Linked DNA regions of Mus musculus: all the other regions are linked to region 5. Evidence: chromatin contacts called from public HiChIP or PLAC-seq and promoter capture Hi-C data. All regions are on one chromosome and are shown on one strand. Each heading gives the region's core, a stretch centred on a gene start, on an enhancer-like site or on the middle of the called end of the contact. The rest is flanking DNA. Distances are from core to core; before and after follow the strand shown. Region 1 has its middle 210 kb from the start of Gm34675. Region 2 has its middle 100 kb from the start of Gm35145. Region 3 has its middle 190 kb from the start of Gm39242. Region 4 has its middle 230 kb from the start of Gm39242. Region 5 holds the start of Zfhx3 (zinc finger homeobox 3).

Region 1 (4,200 bases), core at 1-2,500, 610 kb before region 5:
CCGCATCCCATATTAAAATTACCAAAATTGTCTTTTAAAACCTACCGATGTGGGTCACCCAAGCAGCTTGCTCCCGGTAGTTAATAATTAATACTGCACATCCCGGGGAGGAATCGCTGCGGATAATTGTAGCCAGTGAGTACAAGTCTGGCAGCCCAGTGTGCTGTGGGTCAGAAAAGGGCAGCAAGGAAGGTATCATACATCACGCTGGTGCCAGTCGCTGGGTATCGGTGATCTGCTTCCTCTAGCTGTACTTATTCTTGGATGCGAAAGCCTTCTAAACAAGGCTGTGAATTGGTTTTCATGCTCGCATTGACAGATTGGGAAAGCAGTTTGTTCTACCAAATTTAACAATGATATATCATTATCACAACTTTGGGGGAAATCTATAAAATCAATAAGTTTGTAGCCTGAACAGGATTTGTACGGCTCGCTTGCTGTGCCGGTGTCAAAGCGCGAGCATATGGATTGAGTCACAGCCTGAGATCAATGGAATTTGTGGACAGTCAGCTCAATAACAAGCCCTTCTGAAAAGAAATAGATGTAAAAAGCAAATTTACTAGAGTATAAAAAAAAAAAAAAAGCTAATATCTTTTCCGCGCCTGGCTGTAAAGTCCTGTTTGGCTGCTGTGGGCTGCGGGTACTTTGAAAGCTGGCTAGGGTATGTGCTTGCAATGCCCAACGCTCCTTTACTGGCTTCAGACTCTGCATACATAGTTAGGCACTTCTCTTTGCAGGGCTCGTCCTAGGAAACTGGCCAAGAATAGGAGAAGGGAGGGGAAAAATAGCCCCTTTATATCGTAAACGGAATAAAGAATAAAAACAGTTAGTGTCTGCAGAGGGGAGAGACCACGGTGGCTTTATTTACTTTGTGCTGGTAGCACTTGCTAACAGAGAAAAAATAAGAAGGCATAATTAAAGAGTTTAATGAATTCGTAGCTCTTTTGTTTGAGTGGGACGGAAATGCATGTTCCAGAGAGGCCTCACAAAGAGTGTGGCTGGCAGTGACTTAAAAGTAGGAAATCAGTTCTTTGAAGGCATTTTTATACTTCATTATCCCAGCATGTAAAATGACTTGTACTAAATGATCGAGGATTTTATTTCTCTCTCTCTCTCTCTCTCTCTCTCTCTCTCTCTCTCTCTCTCTCTCTCTTCTAAACAAAAGAGAGCATGGGGCGGCTGGTGTCTAATTCTCATTCGGGGCCCTGAGCCTGGAGATTAGCCTGTCACCAGGCTGGTGGGCCAGTCCTTGCAGATAAGTACAGCCCGGGGGATCTGAACATCTGATGAGCCCCTGTTGGTGGGGAATAACCCTAGGCAGTACCATACGCAATAGAAACAGCCCTGACGGCTACTGGTGGTGCCCTGCTGCCCAGAACAGGGCTATGAACTGAGCTGTGTTTTATAGGATGGTCTGGAAGAGTCCCAGATAGCTCATCTTGCCATTCTAGGGTGGAACAAAGGAGAAAAAAAAAATCCCAGGGTGAGATAAAGCTAAGAAGGAAGAGTATGTACCCTGATTCTAAGCTGTGGCTTGCTCTGTTTCTCTTCCATAAGGAGAATGTTTCTAGAGCAGGGACAGACCCTTAAATCGGGACAACTGTCCACGAGTAACCAGCCACCCCTTCTATTCTGACCACAGGATTTCCTCACTCAAAGAAGCCTCTAGTGGGCACAAAGTAGTTAATGAGACATAGGCAGGTTCCCCAGATTAAGTCACAGAGGGCTCATAATGTATGTGAAGACACAAAGAAAGCCACTGTGGAGGTGATTTTCCGGTACAACTTGGGCAGAAGGCAAAGGGTGGACCAGAGTCTTCAGTGGCCTGGATTTGGGTTCAGAATATTTACTGATGACCTTCTAAGGAAAAGGCCCACGGGAAGTTGGCCTTTGCTTCCCGAGGAAGTAGAGAGGCGTTGAGGGTTGCCTGGAAACTGAGCATGGTCCTAGGGGTTGATAATCAGTGGGGGCACCCAAGAACTGTTGTTTAAAAGCCATACCACGAGTGACACCTAAGCTTAGCCTCACAGATGAAGGAAGAAAAGGATGCCCAGGGCACCTCCCAGGGAATCTGTAGGCCTCAAGACCAGGCCTCACCACACTTCTGCCTTTCCACCTCCAACAGCAGAGCCTACGGATGGAGAGAGAGACAGCAGAACTTCCGTTTTAAGATCTTGATGGTTTTGAGTGGTTGACAGGTGTCTGTCAATCAGTCTCTCCCCGGGATGTGTGTGAGACCAGGGCTTCCTGGAGGATGCAGTCCTGAGTTGCTCTAGAGCCCGTGCACACACAGGTGTCATTAGCTCTCACTTCAGCCTCAGCACCAGCTCTTTTGGGGGAGCTTCCTGTGGCCGCGCACACCGCAGCAACAGAAAAACAAGCCAGCCGACGTGGTGACACACTTAATCCATCTTTGCAGGAGAAAGGCCCTCTTGGGTCTGAAAATAATTATTGTTCCTGTCCATCAGCCCCGTTATTTCGCCTCCCTCTCTCCCTCCACCGTGCACGCACTTTGGTCTTTCTTCCACATGGAGAGCCACAGCATGGGTGTCTAGGCTGTCTCTCCACTCAGCCTTGTTCCAGGAGGACCCCTCAGTAGTGTTTCGTCACCCTCACTGCAGAAGGTCCGCTCTTGGTGGCTGTCTTGCTTTCTTTTTATTTTCTTTTCCCTTTCCACAGGCAGAGTCAGCTGCCTGCAGGAGCAGATCTCTTTCTTTCTTTCTTTCTTTCTTTCCTTCCTTCCTTCCTTCCTTCCTTCCTTCCTTCCTTCCTTCCTTCCTTCCTTCCTTCCTTCCTTCCTTCCTTCTTTCTTTCTTTCTTTCTTTCTTTCTTTCTTTCTTTCTTTCTTCCCCCTGCCAGGTTCAAAGATTTACATTCAGAGAGCCTCTGTGTGCTTATTTGCTTATAAACAACCCTCATCGTTAGCTTCTTGTTAGACTTTTACCTCATAAACAAAGATTACTAAGGAAACTGTAGCCAATAATTGGTTAAAATGGAATCCTGACCCCTACCCCCATTGTTTCATTTTTACATACCTATAACTCATTGACTATAAACCCATGTTTTTAGCATCCTTACTGGATGACAGTTTTTCTGACTTTTCTGGAGGTTAGTCTCTGTGTGTTGGGGAACTAGAAATGTTTGGACTGAAGTAGAGAAATAACCAGGCAGAGAAGGCGTCTGTGGGGATGGGCGGAGTCAGCTAAGGTTAAACAAACCCTAAGTGGACAAGCCTTGCATTCTCTTCTGATTCCATCTCTGACGGCGGTCCTGAGAAGCGGGAAAAGAGACACTGTTCACAATTAGCCCTAACTTTTGAATGACGACATTTCTCTCAGTAGAATGAGCCGGCAATGTGGTAATTTACAGCCAGTCCCTGGCCTTGCTGAGTAGCAGAGAAGTGACTGTTAATATTGATCAGTGAGGGCTAGAGAGAGTTGGAGACCCTCAGCACGGCCACTTAAAGTGGGCAGGAAACCCAAATTGACCAGTAATAAAGTGTTTGAGGTTGTACAAGGCGGCTCCTGGGGAACTGCTGTTCTGAGAGGGAGGCAGGGGTGGGGGGAGCTGTCAATTACGCTTGTTTGATACCCAGTTACTCAACAGGACAGAGCAGACCCTGAGCCTGTGGCAGGAGGCAGTGGGAGGCAGGCATAGGCCTGCCTCTCACTGCAAAGCCAGTTCTGTCAGAGAAGGGAGGCAAAACAAGGGACCTCTTTCCCTGTCCCTCTAAGGTCACCTGCTCTGCGGCTTAGTGTCACTTTATTTGGGAGGGGGTGGGGTGAATCTTGAAGCGTTTGTAACCTTTTCCTCACCTGTGAGCTAGGTAATGGGGAGTGATGAGATTTTGATTTTTATAACTGTTAGAGCTGTGGGTGAAAAATAAGCAGGGAAGAAGGTAGATTTGGGGATGAGAATTAGCTTTTCATAGGTGTTAGGTAAAGTTGAGAAATGAGAAGGAAAAAAAGAAATGGTGTCTTTTTTTAAGTCCTTAAATTCTTAAAGGATCCTGTTCTTGTTCCCATTTGACACATTGTGATTATTGGTATTTTGTTGTTATTGTTATTATTACTATTATTACTAATTATTAATGTGTGCTAAATCCTTGATGTCACAGGAAGGAAAAAAAAAACCTCATCCCTTCTCTTGTCCATCCCAGCTCACAGCTGCCACCCCAATAACAATGGCCAGACGAACAAA
Region 2 (4,257 bases), core at 1,618-4,117, 650 kb after region 5:
TAAAGGAGGGACAAAGGAGACAGTAAGCTTCCAATGCCTCAGTTGGCTGCCTTCAGAAGTGCATTTTTAAAGGACCGAGAGATGCCTGTGGGACATGACCGGAAAGATGCCCGTGGGGGCGTGACCAGGGCGTGTGGAAGCTGGTACAGTAGAAAACAAGGTTTTCCATACTCAAAATGGGTGAGCTGCTGAATGAGAAGCCTGAAGGAAGGAGATTATAGATAAGAAGGAAGTCTAGAAAATGAAGGAAGGACCACGACAATGGTAAAGTGACTTCCTATGAGCCTAACTGAAGACATTTACACTGTGCACTACACAGATGGTTTGCTCAGACACACCTGGGTTGGTACAGACCAGACAAACGGCACAGGTGAAAAGAAGTCCCATTCTAGTGATTTCAAAGGTTTTATAATAGGACCTGGATTTCAAGCCCCTCCTACCAAGGAATTTGCAGATTTGCAGGCATCTGAGGGTGGGCATTGCTTAAAGATAAGAGAGCACTAATCAATCACTTGAAACAAATTACTTCAAAAAGAAATTTCAAATGCAAGGTGTCCTTGTCTACTCTTAGGCTTGCACCTGATACCCTGCTGGCTAATTCTGGTCCAAAAATGACCTTTTCCAGAAAATCACACACACACACACACACACACACACACACACACACACACACACCATTCCCTACCCTCACAAATAGGTGAGCTGCTCTTCCAAGGTGGTCTCCCCAGTACCTCATCACGCCTTTATCTGAGCTGTGACTGTCTGTTTATTTTTCTGCCTCCCCCCGTAGTCAATGTTCGGGGCTGGCATTCCAGCGTGACGGGGTAAGTGCAGCTGGGAGATTGTAGCCCTGTTAGATACCCTGTGAAGAGACACTGGGATTCCAGCGAGGGATTGTAAGCACAACTGGTTGCTAAAAAACAGAATGTGCAAAACAGATAAAAGCATCAGCGCATCGGTCGAAAATGCAGGTGCGCGCCATGGTCCCATACTCACGACGCCCTTCTGCGCGGCCACGCATGTCCCCAACCTTCTAGAATAAGTTGCCTTTTGTTTATAACTTCTGAAAACCTCAGAAAATAATTTTTTCAAAAATTTGGAATTCATAGCAACGAGAAAAAAAAAATCTCAAGTCGTCTCTTTGTCAAAGCTGTGTGGACTCTTAGCTGTGCTAGAAAGAGAAGCTGCATTTCACGCCTGTGACTTTAACAGTCCACAAAAGAAAAACAGAGTGGCTCTCACACAAAGCCACGGTGCCTGCTTTGCAGCGCTGATGTAGCAGCAGGGAGGGAGGTCCACCCACCGTTCTCTCTTTCACCCAAGAAGGAACCAATTAATCCAAATAATAATAATAATAATTAAAATTTGACAGGCCTCGGGAGGCTGAAATGAGCGCAGAAGTGCAGAGCCTGTGTTCTGTGTGTGACCAAGGACTCGCCAGAGCCCATGACGGGAGTGTCGGGCTGGCTCCCAGACACAGAATTATGGAGCGAGATCGAATTTTCTGCATTGAGGATCTCTCATTACATTTGTTGGTGCAAGTTAAAATACCTCTTCACGCCTGTGTCATACGAGAACAAAAACAGAATCGCCTAGAATGCTGTGAAGAGGGTAGACTACTCAGGGTGTCCTTGTAGCCGTCTACACAAAGCAAAATGGATCTGAGAGGTTTTTTTTTTTTTTTTCACATGAAGTGTTTGCACAGAGACCTGGGATTTCCGTGGTTGTACACAGAAGGACAAACCTAACAACAGGAACAGTTTAGGGAATCTGTGTGTTTTGTTGCTGTGGCTTCTCCTGTATCCTTTTCCCATTTTTTTTAAAACTGTAGCTGTTTCTCTGTATAAACTATTTGTATGAAAATAAAAATGTCGAATCTTTTCCAAAAATGTAACTTTAATGTGAGCTGCCACGTTGCTTTTGCTGCGATTGCTGGTGACTGCCTTCTGTCGCAGATAGCACTGTGTACATGTAATTCTTAAGGATGGAAGGGGCAAGTGGATCTTTTCCTACAAGGCTATCCTCTGTGTGCTGGCACAGCCATTTGCAAAATTTTGTGTGTGCCTGTGCAAAAGAGAGACACCCACGTACCATTATTCCAAACAATTAAACCCCAACAGCACAAGAACGTGGGGCCCTGGCTCAATCTTTCCTTGCAGTGATTGCCTGAGCAATCACCTTTGATCAGGGAAGAGCTGGAGGAGAAAGTCCCGCAAGTGACAACCCTCACATAAATGTATACATTTACATACATGGGGCAGCTGTGGAGGGCTCTGCAGCTCCCCCCCCGCCCCCCGCCGTCTATGACCTGAAACCATTGTAACTCTGCTGACACCTCATTTAATTGAATCCTTCCCTAGCAGTGCAGAAGCCGAAAGGGGGAGGGACACGGACGGATGGGTAATCAAGGCAGTCTCTTCTGCCCGAATGTCTAGAAATGGCAGGGTAGTAATTGCTTTTGAAAAGCAAAAGCAGAAATAGGACAGATTTGTTCTGTTTAGCAAGATTTAAAAAAAAGGGGGGGGGGATGTATGTAAATATACAGCCCCTGCAACTTTCCAAAATACTTACCCCAAGAATAAAACTGATTTGAATTTCTGTGCAAATAGGAATAAAACGGATTTTATTAGAGAAGAAGGAAAAAAAAATCCTAAGAGCGGGGCGGGGGGGAAACATCCAGAAATTTTCCTAGTTCAAAATGGCCTGAGACAATAGAAAGAGATTCAGAGCCCAGAGCCACAGCACGGCCCCTTTTGTCAGCTTCAAATCAGCCAGCCAGAGGGTCGAGTCAGTTTAACCTGCCTCTGTGACACATCACCCGCCCGCCTGACCCGAGATCAGCCTCATTTTTATGGATGCAGAGGCTCATGGCGTGATTCATTCCCGGGCACACCCCGCTCATTCCGCTGTCTGCCTCCGCCACAAAGGTACGCTGCTATTCTCTGCCTGCTGAGCCGATGAGATTTCATTCGGCTTCCTGAATAATACGACAGTCATCCCGCCTGGTAGCAGAAGAGTAATGTCCCTTACACAACATCCATACGGGAGCCTAGATCACTTATGCAAATTAGCGCACCTCCACAGGCTTCAGGAAATGAACCTGGCCCTGGAAGAATCATCAGGTTTGGGGAAAATAAAATCTAAGCGGTATTTATTAACTCCCACCTCGATTGTCATCATACCTCCATTTTTGCTTTTTTTTTTTTTTTTTTTTTTTTTTTTGATTATATGTCCATGAGAACATGGAAATGTGTGCGCGGTCAGCAGCCGTGTTGCCCTTTGATTTAGTACATGGTAAAAATGGGAAGAAAAATAGCGCAAGAATAACTCATGACTAGGAAATGATATCTTTATAGAGCGTTCTCCCACACAGTATTAAATATATTTATACTTCTTTACCAGCATGTATAGTGACATCCGTAGCCACTTTATGATCCCTTCTATAGCCCAGGAAACTGAAGCTCTTAGATTTAAGAGAGTTTGCACATACTCTCCACACTGGCAACAGCAGAGTACAGAGTCAGGAGGAAGAGCCTCGGGGCCCCTGTTCTGGACTCCATCTTAGAGAGCTGTGACCCAGCCCTGCCTCATGCTTCCACATTGTATAAGGAGCCCTTGGATCAAGAAAGGTGGGGAATCCACTCACTGCTAAGACCCTCTCCACTTCCAAACCACATTTCATTCTCTAGGACTCTTGACTTTCAAGCTTGCCCCTAGGGCCTGTACAGGAGTCTTCTCTGAGACCACCCTTTTGGTCTGCATCAGAAAGCTGGACTAGGAGCCAAGGGGGACAAGATAATAACTGTGTACAGAAGTGGGGAGGGATGTTAGGTGTGTAAGCAGCGTCCTTGACAAGTGTGTAAAAACATTCACAGCAAGAGATAAGACTAGGGTAAGGGAAAGGAAGGATTTACAGTCTGGGACCTGCTAACTACCCCTCTGGGCCTCTTACAGTCTACAGTCTAAAGGTTCCTACTAGAACGTGGCCTTCCAGGCTGTTGGGAAGATAGATATTTATCAGAGTTTGAAGTCAGAATGTGCTTCACGCCAACCATTTCGTTTTTAATTTTTTAAAATATTTAGACACACAATCTGCAGAGCTGCTTCTGAGCTCTTCTGGCCAGCCAGCTAAGCAGTGCTCGTCTGCATGGTTGGTAGAGACGAATGAGAATCTGGTCAGCACTTCACCAACTGAGCTGCCTCCATTGCCCGAGAAGGAAAATTTGGAAGAAATTATATAAGGGTAACAGATGTAAA
Region 3 (4,144 bases), core at 1,393-3,892, 690 kb before region 5:
TGGTTATCTCAGGTTTCCATCTTTCAGGGCTCACATTGTAACGAGTGACCTACTTCTCTAGCCCCAAGCTATTATTTTGTGAAGAGGTATTTCCTCCCTTACTAGACACTGGACTTAAAGAACCTTGGTGTTAGTCTAACTTGAAAGGCACAGGCTTAGATATGAGATGTATGACCTCAGAGACTTCCAGGTCACACACCACCTATGTTTAAACGAGGTAGCTGCTTCTCTGTGCATGGGAGAGACAGAATAATTAGATAAAGAGAAAATGTTAAAAGCTGTTACAACTGAAGCTTCAGAACCTACGAAGCCTCTTACATATATATGACCTCAGTTTGCCTGTATTTATGTATGTGTGCTATGTATGTGCAGTGCCTGCAGAGGCCAGAAGAGGGCAGCAGATCCTCCTGGGGCTGGTGTTACAGATTGAGTGGCCATGTGGGTACTGGCAACTGAATCTGGATCCTCTGTAAGAGTAGCCAGTGCTCTTAATCACAGAGCCATCTCTCCAGCTCTGGATAAGCCATTGTTTTAGACCATTAGTTGTCTCAACTGCAATGTGGGCTTCATATACCTACACCAGGATTGCCATGTGTCATAAATACAATTATGGGAAGAAGAACGTTTTGAGTAGGGGACTTTGCCACATGAAAGTGTTGAATGTCTTTTATTCTCTATCCCTGATTTTTTTTTCTTGGTTTCTTAATTAGCAGTGTGCTTTTGCATGGTTGGGATTTGGGCTGAAGTGTATCTTAGTGAATGCTTTGTAAAATTGGGAGCCTCTTGGGGTCCCCACCAATTCCTTCCCTATATCCCTTCCCTATAGAAGTTGGCCCTGAACCCTGGGTGTGGTTGTTGAGGTACAGTAGTGACAACCTACCGATGCTTATGACCTAATGGTGCTTCTGTGACAGAAGGAAAATTTACTGACACACTGCTGTGTGGACAGCAGTGCCATGTAACCTTTTAGCATTTGGGGGTTCTTATTGCATCTGCCTGGGTTATCTGGCTCCCAACCTTCCCATTGAAGAAAAGAAAAAAAAAAAAGAATTTAGAAGTCTGGCATTGGGCTGGTGAGATGGCTCAGTGGGTAAGAGCACCCGAAGGTCCAGAGTTCAAATCCCAGCAACCACATGGTGGCTCACAACCATCTGTAATGAGATCTATATCAGTGAGCAACTGTGGAGAGCTGTGCTGAGAGGGCCCTGTGATAGCCTCGTGGGCTGTTCCAGAATGTTCTCTGTTCCATTCAGCGATCTATCCACACCCTCCTACAATTTGAGTTCCTCATCGAGCCTCATCCGAATTTAGTTTTCCTAGAGTCTGATGGAAGACTGGAGCCACCCAGTTGAATCACTTTCTTGGGGCCTTTGACCTAAAGAGATTACATTTCATTGGGTAGGTAGGTGAGCACTATATGATCAGCCTGCCGTCACAGGACAAAAATCATATTTTTATGTGATGTTGCTGCGTTAAAAGGGCCAATCTTGTGTCATGTAACATGTGAATAATGGCCATAGCTTGTGATGTCAAAATTTTCCACGCGCCTCATAAATAAATCTAGCCACACCCCCATCCCCCGCCCCCCCACCCCCACCCCCCAGCCACTACCCCAAGGCTCTCCAGTTTGGAACCTCGGTTTGCATCACAGATTAAGCATGCTTTTGGAGTCAAGGTTAAAGGTACAGTATCCGCTTTCAAAAGCCACATGTCAGTGTCTGCTGAAGATAATAAATAACATTGGGAACAGGCTCCCACTTGCCAAGGCTCCCCCTCCTCTTCTTTCTCCCTGTTCCTCTCTTTCTCTCTAACTTTGCCAAAGGTCTGATCCCTTTGGGGGTGGGGGGAAACCAACAAAGATGCTATATTTAGGCCAAGATTTGATGATATGTTCTTTAAAAAAAAAATTACTTAAGATCCCTTGGGGGGGTGGGGGAAACATCACACAGCCACCTTATCCAGTGGTCCTCAAGAGTGAAGAAGCCAGACAGCATGACAACTACAATTAGTATTTCCTCAGAGCCCAGCGCTGTGGTTTTAGTCACCAGAACTGTGCTTTTATTTCGGCCATTTGGTCTGCATGGGAACCTGAAATACGAAACCTGAAATATGGACATACGGACGGCCTTTGCTGAGGAGTGGCTGGCTGCTCTGTCCTTGTACTAGAGTGACCAGCCCAAGTAGCTTCAGCAATTAGTTCCCATCCCTGGGTCTCATTCCCTGGGCCTTGCTTTGGAGAGAGAAGTAAAGGCACGGAGGAGATTTTCTGCAAATTCCACATTTGCCAGGCTACCCCCTTGCCTCCAAGAAAGAATTTGTTGTTGTTGTTGTTTTTCCAGTTCACAGTGAATGAGGAGAACCAGGGCATAGAGGGCAGGAGTTTGGCTGAACATCCCTGGAAGCTCAGCTTCCACCCTCACCCCGTCCCCACCCCTGCCCCCACCCCCTCAGCTGCACCCCTCCGTCTCTCGCTTCCCCTTCGCACTTCACAGACAAAGGCAGCATCTTCTCAGATAATGCCGCGTGTGTCAGAAGTGAACATTCTGGGAATGTGCGGGTCACCTGGTCTGTGTAACAGACGCCAACCCCAAACCATACAGAAGTCGCTACATCTGTTTTGGCTTTGTTCGCAGCGCCGAGGGGCGGGGGGTGCACTCCATGGTCAAGGGCCAAACTACATGTCATATTTCATTACCTTCATTAGCTACTACACAGAGGGCTGCATTCACAGGAAAGGTTGGCATTAACTCTTGAGCCGCCAGCCTTTTCCAAGGCGGGCTTTCGCCTTCATCCACGGTCCACAGTTCTCCATCCCTCCGTGCTGTGGGCGCTGATTGAACTAAACTGTAAATCAGCCTGTAGCGCCACGATTTCGCCCTTTTAACTTAAAGGAGGCGAGCTACTGTTTTCTCCTAGGTAGCTACTTCCAGGCTGGCGGAACATCTGGATCCCATTAGGGGGAATGCTAGTGTAAACCCAGTGGGGGAAAGGCATATTTAGAATTAATAAAACTTTCTTCTCTGAGTTTGTCCACAGTTGTCCTTTTCTTTTTCCACCGCACATTACTCCTGTGATTTAGGGGGACCAGCTCCTTTTTCCATTTCAGTGTTGAGATAAGATCACGTTTATTGCCGCCCAGATATTTCCGTGGGATTTTTCTTGGCGTGCTTATTGAGATGGCACTGTGCTCACATGGTCACCCCCTGTTCTCCTCCAGGAAAGAGAAGCCTTCCCCCCCCCCATATTGATGTTACATTTCTTGAGGCCCCCTTTAATGGCCTGAAATAAAGGTGGGTACATAGATAGAGCAGATCTTGAGTATCTATGGCTATGAAAGCCATCTGCTTTTGTGATGCCGGTGGGATATATCACGATGCCACTCAAAATCACCTGCAGGCAGCACATGCTATTATTTAATATTATGAAGAATGGCCCATTGGCCGACATAGGTCAGCACACACCTGGATGGTGGTATTAGGGAGCCTGGAATTTTGGTTTTTTTTTTATGTGGGCCCTGCCACTGATTTATCGCCTGGCATTTGTCCATCTGTAAACGAGATGGTTTGCAAGCTAAATGCATGCTGATCACATTACCAGGGTTCTGGGAGCTCCAGTGACTGCCTGCCTGGTGCTTTGAAAGCCTCCCCCGCCCTCCCAAGCGCCCCCCTCTCCCGCCACTAAAGACAATGATTTAGAATCTCACACTGTTTAGAGCACCTACCTACTCTTTTGTTCTCACTAACTGGTACTTGCAAGATGCGAGCAAGGCGTTCCCAAGCATGATCTGCACACCACCAGAGTGGGCTTTGTTGAAAGTATGAATCCCCAGGAAGGGAAGATCGCTCAGTGAGTAAGAATACTTGCTGTCTGAGCATGAGGGCCTTAGTTTAGATATCCAGCATTTGTGTAAGAAGCTGGGATATGGCTACACATGCCTCTAACCTTAGTGCTGGTGTGTGTGTGCCCATGCGCTTGTCTACACACAGAAGGTTCATTTCTGGGGCTTGGCAGTCAGTAAGCCAACACAGTTGAAAGTGGCAATCTACAGGTTCAGTGACAGATACCAGCTAAGGAGAATAAGGTAGAAGATCATAGAGGAAGATATCCACATATGCATACACACAAAAAATGTTTTAATTTAGGA
Region 4 (4,163 bases), core at 1,474-3,973, 650 kb before region 5:
CTATCAATATATAACCTTGTTTTATGTGTTTCTGTTTAAAAACACCTTATTTAATATATATTGTTGGTTCATTAACACTGCACTCGGAGGGAACAGTGCTATAACTCATGGCCGAACAAAGCTTATCTAACACACATATTTTCTCCGGTTAGGCACATCACAGTGCCTCACTGCACGCAGGGGTCATTGGAAGCTACAAAATCACTAAGAAACAGCACACACACAAAAAGTAGCACTAAGCCTGCAGAAGGACGTCTGTTCACCAGGCAAGTGCTCAGAGGAGAACACCACCTTCATCCAAGTCATCTGGAGTCGTACCTGAGCAGTCTCAAAGTCAGAATTGCTCTGCGCATGTCACACCAGGTGACTCGTGGACGCTCTGTGGGTACTGAGCTTAGAGTTGTAAGACTGTTTTAGCCAGCAGGTAGACTCATGAGGATTGTACACTCGATGTCCCTGAAAATGTTAGAGGAATCAAGGCTGACATATGGCTAGTCAGAGACGAGACTAGATGTTTGTTAGTTTCATATTTTCTGTATGTATTTCCTAACGATGTGCATTTCCTAAGGTACCGAATGTGTGTTTGTGTGTGTGTGGGGGTGTGCGTGTAAATGTCCCTTGGTGGTGACATTACCTTGCTTTGGTTTGGATATGGCCACTAGAATTCATGTCTTAGACTTGTGATCCCATACTAATTGGTATTTGTACAGGGGGTCTTTTGGAAGTTTCTTAGAAGATGAGCCTATAAATGTATAGATATTCCAGGTCCAGTGACAGTCCAACACTGGGACAGTGAGTCTATGGACGTGATGGCAGGTGTCTGTGACACAGAGGATCTTCGAGCTAAAGAAGGGCTCAAAGGCAGGTGGAGGCTCAGGGCCTTGAGATTAGGGGCTTAAGAAGCCAGTATCCTCAGAAGACAGCTTACTCTGTGTTCTGACTCCTGGTTCCATTTTCTAAAGGTGAGACACTGTGACTATAAAATATAAAGCATTATTAAATATTTAAAAATGTGTATGTCTGTGCATGCATTTGTGTTCATGTGTCTGCAGGTGTGTGCATGTGTGTGTCTCAAAGAGAGGGCAACCACAGGTGTTGTTTCTTGGCTGTAGTCCATCTCTTTTTCTTTTGAGAGCTGCCTCTCACTAACCTGGAATTCACTCAGGAGGCCAGGCTAGCTGGTCTCCGAGCCCTAGCTCTGCATCTCCCCAGCACGGGGAGATGCTTACAAATGAGCATGTACTACCATAGCCAGCTTTTAAAATGTGGATCCCGGGAGCCAGAATCAGGTGCTTGTGCTACTGAGGCAAACACGCGACTGGCTGACCCGTCTCCCAGCCTCTTTGTTCTTAAAATATTTATTTAAAATAAAATATATGCTAAGATATGTATATGAGTATGTCCGTATGCACTGCCCTCTATATACACACATGCATAGTCATACATGGATTGAAGTCTCGAGTCCTATGGGGACAAGGATTGGACACGTGAAAGCTGCTGCACAATGTTGCCCACTGACTGGGGGTGTTGATTCCATGTTTTTAAAAGCACAGTGCATTATGTTGCTTACTTAAAACCTTTCAATGGTTTTCCATTAAATAGTGCCTTTTCTGCTCAAAGCTCTCTAATCTATTTTACTGCTATATTTGTATAATTTGTTGTTGTTCAAAACCTTATCGGCACTGTCAAGTACAGCGTAGGCACATAGCCCTCCTTGTCATTAAATGCCCCTCCGGACTTTTCTGCCAATGAATGGGTGGTTTTGCAGCTCTAGATTCGAAGCCCCCATTCCAGTGGCCTTTGGGTTTCTTCCAGAAGTTGTCCACACAATTTGAAAAATGGTTTTGAGTCATGCATAATTTCTGGAAACCCAGGTCTGAGTTTTCCCCCCCGCCAGAGTCCCCCCACCCCCTATCCCCGCTTTGATTAAATGGATCCAAAATGTTGCCTTTCTCTCAAGTTTTCAAATGGATGCGACTCAATGCACTCTTTAGGATTACCGCCCAGGCCAGTCAACCTCGAGCCCCCCACCCCCACCCCCCATTTTGGATTCTCAAGCTATGTAGATGGTTATCTTGGTCCCTTAGGTTGTTATTTAGTCAAATTATGTGCATTTTATCGCCTGTGTCTTTCCTCATATTTCACTCCCTTTGATTTGTTTTTCTTTTCTCTTCGAAATTCCCACCGAGGCATCGCATTACCCCTAATTGCCTGCAGCATTCCAGTACTGGTCTCAGTGCCGAGGCAGAGGGGCTGACTCTTGGAGTCCCGGCTGGGGATGCCCGTGTGCCTGGCTCAAAAATAGTACTGTCTCTGAGAAGTACTGAAGGAAGACTCTTTCTCCGCTCTTCCCTCCCAGTCCTATGTTGTTCTCCAGGTTTTAACCTTCCCTGCCATCTAGGAATCCCATTCAAGTCTGATGCCACCTTTAAGCATATTCATCCCCAGACGGAGTGGAGCTGCCGCATTTGATGCTTCATTGTGTGAATTTTGACGTCTCTCTGAGAGCCACACTCCGGCTGTGGCATTGTGTGCCAGTCTTAGCTGCTCTTAGAACACCTCCCAGTTTAGTGTCATCTGCAAACGCCATTATCATGATAATAGTAATAAGATCTTCCCCCTCGCTTTCTTGATTCTTAATAAAGTTGGTAGAGTGGAGCTGGGTGTCTGCAGACGCTGCACCCCAACCTCTTCCACCCCACACTTTCACAGTTCAGTTTCCTTTCACTGCTGGGCGTGGGTTGGATGTGCTTTGTCACCATCTAGGGCTCTTCAAACGCAACCCACCAGCCCAGAGGAAGCTGTCAGTCTCCACTGGTTTCTTCCTTGCTGCTGTTGAGTTCCTTCCTGTGCAGTTGCGTCTCAGAGGTAAGGTACATCCCCTCACCCTGCAAAGGGGAATGTTCTCGGTGGAATAGACGAACGGCTGGATGGACGAATGCAATGCTCAGGCACTGGCGTGTTCACCGTCCTTGAGGTTAGTTAGGTATGTTGCAGCAAGCCCAGTAGATGGTTTCTTCCCATTGGTTTAATGAAACCCCCCACTGTTGTGTGAGCAATGTGGCCCACGTTCACATATGTTGCTGTTCAGGACAATCCAGGCGTCCTTTCTAGTAGAATCATTTACTGTTGTCTGAATGGAACTTCACATTTCTTCCTTTAACTTGTTCTTTGCATTTACCCACACTGCATGGGAAGACCAAGATGGTACGGACTGCCTGTACCCACGGCGTTTGGCTTGAGATTGCCACGCTTTCTCTAGGACCGTCTCATGTTTCCCACAAAGCTTGTGATTCGTTAGGTTTGCCTGGTTTGTTTTAACCATACTGACACTTTCCTTTTCACTTTATTCTATCACCATACGCCTCTTTTTGAAAGCTTCAAATTGTATTTTATAATAACACAATTAAAGCTAGGTATTAATTAATAACGCAATAAAGACATCTGAGCATTATGGAAAAGCACCACAGAAGCTATGTGCATTGCGTGGCTCCCAGTGAGGGAGGGACTAATAGTTGGGTGACATTATTTCAAGGGGTTCAGGAAGGGAGTTCTAATACACCCGGGGATGTTCTTAGGCTGGGCCCTGGAGCATGAAGGGGGTTCGGCGGCCAGTCCAAGCAATGAGGGTCCAGAGAGCACAGCTAGATAAAAGCACAGCATGAACATGAGAAGTGGTGAATCATCTAATAGGATGGAGGGAATGTATTTGAGATGTTAGAACTAGGGATGATTTAGAAAAGCGAGTGAGGGAAAGATTCCAGGTAATATGCCTTCTGAACAAAGGTACTTGCATTTTATTTATGATCCAGTGTGTGTTTTTGAAAGGCAAGCTAGGGAACCACGTGGGAGTGGGGTGAGCTAGAAGCTGGGATGGCTGGGCTGGGTTGAGTATAGGTTGAGATGCTGGGAAGACTTTACTAAGCTGAAGGAAAGTGATGGGGAAGAACAGGGAGGGACGATGGCTTCGTGTGAAGGAAGACGTCTCTAAGCTCTATACGCAGTGAACAGTAGAGTGATTGGGGGTGGAAACAGGCCTTGGGTGTAAAACCAGGAAGGCAAAACATTACGACGTATTATTGATGAGCTGGCTTTGGAAGGGATGATCTAAAGTATAGTGTTAGTGAAACCAATCTAAGTTGATAGGCAATTGAGGTACTCAG
Region 5 (4,035 bases), core at 1,502-4,001:
TAAAATCAGTATAATAAAACCAGAATGATCTGGAAGAATGACATACATCTACCTAGCCCCAGTGGTGCTCTGAAGAGGGGCTGGCATGCTGACATCCTCTGGATCTTCACTCAGGGATCATACTTTTAGCTTTTGGGACTTGAGAAGACACAGCACTGGGGGTGGGGGTGGGGGAGCGAGTCTGGGGGTGGGGAAGCAGGTTTGGCTGGGTTGGAGAGGTGTCATTTATCAGCCAGCTAAGCGTTCAAGCGTTCGTGGGCAGACCTCTGGCTCGGAGAATGGGTAAGGGGAGGAGAAGAGAAGGGGCTAGCATTCCCTGGTTTATTTTTAAATATTTATCCTTTGGCTGTCAGTGAGGCTTTCTAGCCGAGCGAGCGAGCGAGCGAGTGAGGGAGCTGAGGCCAGGGAAGGAAAGGGCGGTGAGAAACCCGTGAAGGGGCCTGCCTTTTCTGGCGGTGGCTCTATTTTGTCCTTGCGTCCTGGGTGCTGCCCCAGAATATCAGGCTGTCAGTGCTGGGCAGGCCTGGGTTTAACATCAGACAGCTGCCCTGTCCTGAGTCTGGGGACAGAATTGGCAACGTGGATTTCGGAGAAATTGACGGTTTCATTATGTGAGCGTGGGCCTTGTGAATTCCCTCTTGTTTTGGTTGGATGGAAATGAGTTACCCCCGAGGCAGGAGCACCCCAGCTTTTTTTTTTTTTCACAGTCCATCCTGTTCACGACGGTCTCCAGGCTGTAGGTTACCTGCCTGTGGCTCTCCAAGTTAAATTTTTGTCTAAACAAAGACAGGCTTGAGTAGGCCTCGTCATGCATGTAGTTATTGCAGGGTTGAGATAAAGAAAGGGGATCAGGGTCATTCTTTTTTCTGCTTGTCAGGCTTCTGAGGTGTAGAAGGCCTGACCCAGGGCCTGGGACAGAGGCAGGATCAAGGCAGAGGCCCTCTACTGCCACCCCCTCCTCAGGATCTCTCATTACTTTAGATCCTGTCTTGTGGGGTGTTTTTTTTTCCCTTTCTAGCTTTCATTTTGTCAAAATGTGTATCCCATGCCCCCACCTATACTCACCTCCTTACAAGATTCTGAGGCTGTCCCGTGAATAAAACTCATGAGGAAGCTGCAAAATTCAGTTTTCCAGGAGTGGAAAGCAGTTTCCTGTTGGCTTTGCATCTTCAGCCTGTAGCTTCCAGGTGAGGGCTGAGGGTCTGGAATCTCTGTTTTCCCAAAGAGATTTCTGGAGGGGGGGGTCATCTTCTGAGAGGAGATTCTCCCCCCCCCCACCTTGCCTATCTCCTCGTCTTTATGCATTATTCATTGCCACTTTTTCAATTAAATTATTAATTGGTTTTCTTTAAGGTGTTCCTGACTCGTGTGGCTAACATAAATAACAGTGTGTTTTGAAAACACCACCTGTTCTTGAGCCCGAGGTCAGGCAGCCTGAAGCAGGTCTATGGAGGCCATACTCTGGCTCAAAAACCCATCCTCCCCCAACCCCCCCAGACCTGCTCTCCCCCTTCCCCAAGTTTGACTAAATTTGGCCTCTGCCCTCCTTTGTCCCTAATCAGACATGATTCCCCAGAGGCAGCTCTTTTCTCCCAAGGTCCTAGCTTGGGGTGGGGGAAGGGAGACGGCGATTGCAATCTTTTTTTTTTTTCTTGTGCTAAAATATAGACAGGGTAACAGACTGCGCCCAACAGGTTAGGTATTTACATCGATTTGAAACCGAATTCTATTGTACCAAAATGCTTCCTACATTGGGGCCCTGTAGTTTTCACCAAGCAAGCCTCCCCCTTTCCTCCCTGTTAGTGTGTGTTTAATGCAAATACGATTCCATACATTCTGCTCTTCGCCGGGTGAGCTTATTATATTTCTAACACTTGCATGGTTCATTATTGTGCAGTAGGAAAAGACTCGCGGCTGCCGGGGGCAGCCTGGGTGGCTGGTTTTCAGAAAGAGAAAAAGCAGGTGTCTTTCTATGCTGGGAATGAAGACTAGATTTAGGAGGAGGGTGGAATTCTGTCTGAGAGGACTGGAGCCTTCCGGTGAGATTTCAAGGGGGCCTGCCTTTGCATAACAGAACGCCAAAGGTGAACCTTGGGAGACCTAGAAGTGCCCAGCTGTCGCTGTGACCAGCCGAGGTAGCCCCGTTGGGTTTGATCCTGGTGGTAGAATCGTCTTGAGCCGGGCCACCTTTCTTGCCCTGTCTGAAATGCTCTGTGGCTCCTAAGGGCAGTCTCCTGATCCTGACAGCGGGTGGTTCCAGGCTGCTTGGCCTTTTCTAGTCGTTTCTTGCTCTCCTCTTCTCCCCCTCTCCTTAGAAACTGTCCTTAAACTCTCAATGGAGAGTGAGTGAGTAGGGGATGTTTTCGTAAGTTTCTGCAGCTGAAAAACAGAAGTGCTCTGTGAAGCAGTTAATAGGATGGGTGTGTGTTTCAAATAAATTCCTGTCCACATTGGCTAAAGTCCCCATGTTAGAGTGGCCTGGCTCTGACGTGGACAGGGCCCAGAGACTGATGGATCAGGGTTCGGAGGCCCCGACTGCTTGTTCTTCTCTTTTGGGGGAGAGACTGGGGGTGGCCGAAGGCGCGTCCGTTTCTTCCAGGCCGGCCTTTGACTTTTGATGAGCGGTGCGGTCAGTGCCTCGCGGGGACGCGGCTTTGTTCCTGCCGGGCCGGTTCCTGGGTTGGTGCAGGCCAGGGCAGCCAAGGCTCCTGTCCCCAGGCGAGTGCGGCCCAGGCCGCCTCCAAGGCTGGTGCTGGGAGCCCGGGCCCGGCAGCTCCGGCCCTGCTCCTGTGTGTTTGTGCGTCTATGTCCCCAGGTCCCCGCAGGCGCGCGGGCGCGGCCACCGCGAGCAGCCCGGCCTGCGCCCAGCGCGACTGTAGATGTCAGGCTTTGCCCGGGGAGCCGAGAGGCTGCGGGGCTGTGAGTTTCAAATTAACCTTCCGCTTTGTTGCTGTGTAATGTGGATCCCCGAAGGCCCCCCGCCCCGCCCGCCCCCCTTCCTCGGGCGGTGCGCGCTGCAAACTGCGAGTTGAGCTTCATTTACATAAAGCGATTCCGGGCGGGCGGGCGGGCGAGCGGGCGGCGCAGGAGGAGGAGAGAGGCGGGCAGGCCGGGACGGGGACCGGGACGCAGCGCCGCGCCCCGTGGGTGAATCCCCGCCGCGCCTGGGGGACCTCCCTCCCCGGGGCAGCCCGCAGATCGCCAGCCCCGGGCCGCCACCATGCGCGCCCCGCCCCTGCCGCCAGGCCCCTCGCTCCTAGCCTGCGCCACCGCCGAGCCCGGGGGGCAGCGGGAGGTGGGGAGAATGCCGCCTGGGGTGGGTAAGTTCGGGGCTCCGCTGCCACTGGAATCTCCCGTTGTCGCGCTGCCCGGCGTGGTGGCCCCCGGACCTCCGAGTGCCTCCTTCCTCCTGAGGTGTACGGAGGCTTTGTGTGCCAGGTGAGTGCAGCCTCCCTCCCCCGCCGCGCCGCTCGCAGCCGGCCTAGCGCTGGAGGCAGGTGCTGCGAGTGAGTCTTGGCTGAACTTCCCATTCTCTTGGGGCGTGTGGGGGAAGGGCAGGCTTGGATGCACTTGAACTCCTAGACTCCAGGAGGAACCTACCTGGGGAGAGAGTGGCTTAGAGTCTGCTGGGCACCAGAGTACGTTCTTCCTCCTATCTCCTCTTGCTTTTCCTTCCCGACCTCCTCCTCCTCCTCCTCCTCCTGCTTTTGGGTTAGTTCCTACCTTGTTAATACTTGGGGGTACTGGTGCCATTGAGAACTTTGGATTCTTTGGTCTAAAACACACCTTCAGCTGCCGGGGGGGGGGGCGGTTATGAAGGAAAGAGAGAGAGAGAGTGAGAGTGTGTTAGAAGTCGCTGGTCAGTTTGCAGCAATGTGAAGAATGTGCCTGTTTGGGGAGTAATTAAAGAGAGAATCAGGGCAGAGCTGGCGGGACCTATGGAGATCATCTTGGCCTGGCTGCTCTCTAATTTCGGTTTGTTCTTCTGCCAGAACCGGTACAGCATTTATTTTGGGGGGCGGGAAGTACGAAGGA

The links. Promoter capture Hi-C pulls out the DNA fragments that hold promoters and counts their contacts. HiChIP or PLAC-seq counts read pairs in DNA pulled down with a chosen protein or histone mark.
Region 1: a contact with region 5 is called in an H3K27ac HiChIP or PLAC-seq map of stem cell-derived neural progenitor cells, with 4 times the contacts expected there. The contact joins the enhancer-like site here to the promoter of Zfhx3 in region 5. A contact is called at or near these places in 1 of 39 promoter capture datasets (hippocampal neurons), 1 of 484 Hi-C or Micro-C datasets (stem cell-derived motor neurons), 12 of 115 datasets of contacts at active chromatin or transcription factors (astrocytes, craniofacial prominence, differentiating embryonic stem cells and 9 more) and 1 of 9 other capture datasets (pancreatic islet).
Region 2: a contact with region 5 is called in an HNF4G HiChIP or PLAC-seq map of pancreatic cancer cells. The contact joins the enhancer-like site here to the promoter of Zfhx3 in region 5. A contact is called at or near these places in 8 of 115 datasets of contacts at active chromatin or transcription factors (embryonic fibroblasts, embryonic forebrain, embryonic hindbrain and 5 more).
Region 3: an H3K4me3 HiChIP or PLAC-seq map of embryonic limb bud shows a contact between it and region 5, with 7 times the contacts expected there. The contact joins the enhancer-like site here to the promoter of Zfhx3 in region 5. A contact is called at or near these places in 4 of 39 promoter capture datasets (cranial neural crest, frontonasal cranial neural crest, maxillary cranial neural crest and 1 more), 3 of 484 Hi-C or Micro-C datasets (embryonic fibroblasts and embryonic limb bud), 8 of 115 datasets of contacts at active chromatin or transcription factors (craniofacial prominence, differentiating embryonic stem cells, embryonic forebrain and 5 more) and 2 of 9 other capture datasets (embryonic tail and embryonic trunk).
Region 4: a promoter capture Hi-C map of second pharyngeal arch cranial neural crest shows a contact between it and region 5. The contact joins the enhancer-like site here to the promoter of Zfhx3 in region 5. A contact is called at or near these places in 4 of 39 promoter capture datasets (cranial neural crest, frontonasal cranial neural crest, maxillary cranial neural crest and 1 more) and 6 of 115 datasets of contacts at active chromatin or transcription factors (craniofacial prominence, embryonic forebrain, embryonic hindbrain and 3 more).

The regions. Positions count from the first base shown.
Region 1 is chr8:108,101,416-108,105,615 of GRCm38.p6, forward strand. No RefSeq gene overlaps it. Among named protein-coding and RNA genes, the nearest start is that of Gm34675, 210 kb to the right of the region's middle. Within about 2 kb of position 1,251, at least 29 of the 459 cell types and tissues checked have an H3K27ac peak or open chromatin away from gene starts, as enhancers often do. A contact at or near this core is called in embryonic basal ganglia, embryonic forebrain and stem cell-derived neural progenitor cells, where this site is marked.
Region 2 is chr8:109,358,239-109,362,495 of GRCm38.p6, forward strand. No RefSeq gene overlaps it. Among named protein-coding and RNA genes, the nearest start is that of Gm35145, 100 kb to the right of the region's middle. Within about 2 kb of position 2,868, at least 64 of the 459 cell types and tissues checked have an H3K27ac peak or open chromatin away from gene starts, as enhancers often do. A contact at or near this core is called in embryonic forebrain, forebrain, neural tube and 1 more, where this site is marked.
Region 3 is chr8:108,025,054-108,029,197 of GRCm38.p6, forward strand. No RefSeq gene overlaps it. Among named protein-coding and RNA genes, the nearest start is that of Gm39242, 190 kb to the left of the region's middle. Within about 2 kb of position 2,643, at least 36 of the 459 cell types and tissues checked have an H3K27ac peak or open chromatin away from gene starts, as enhancers often do. A contact at or near this core is called in craniofacial prominence, embryonic limb bud, neural tube and 1 more, where this site is marked.
Region 4 is chr8:108,066,173-108,070,335 of GRCm38.p6, forward strand. No RefSeq gene overlaps it. Among named protein-coding and RNA genes, the nearest start is that of Gm39242, 230 kb to the left of the region's middle. Within about 2 kb of position 2,724, at least 8 of the 459 cell types and tissues checked have an H3K27ac peak or open chromatin away from gene starts, as enhancers often do. A contact at or near this core is called in craniofacial prominence and second pharyngeal arch cranial neural crest, where this site is marked.
Region 5 is chr8:108,711,893-108,715,927 of GRCm38.p6, forward strand. Zfhx3 (zinc finger homeobox 3) reads left to right here and starts at 2,752. Exons shown (of 10, transcript NM_007496.2): 1 at 2,752-3,438.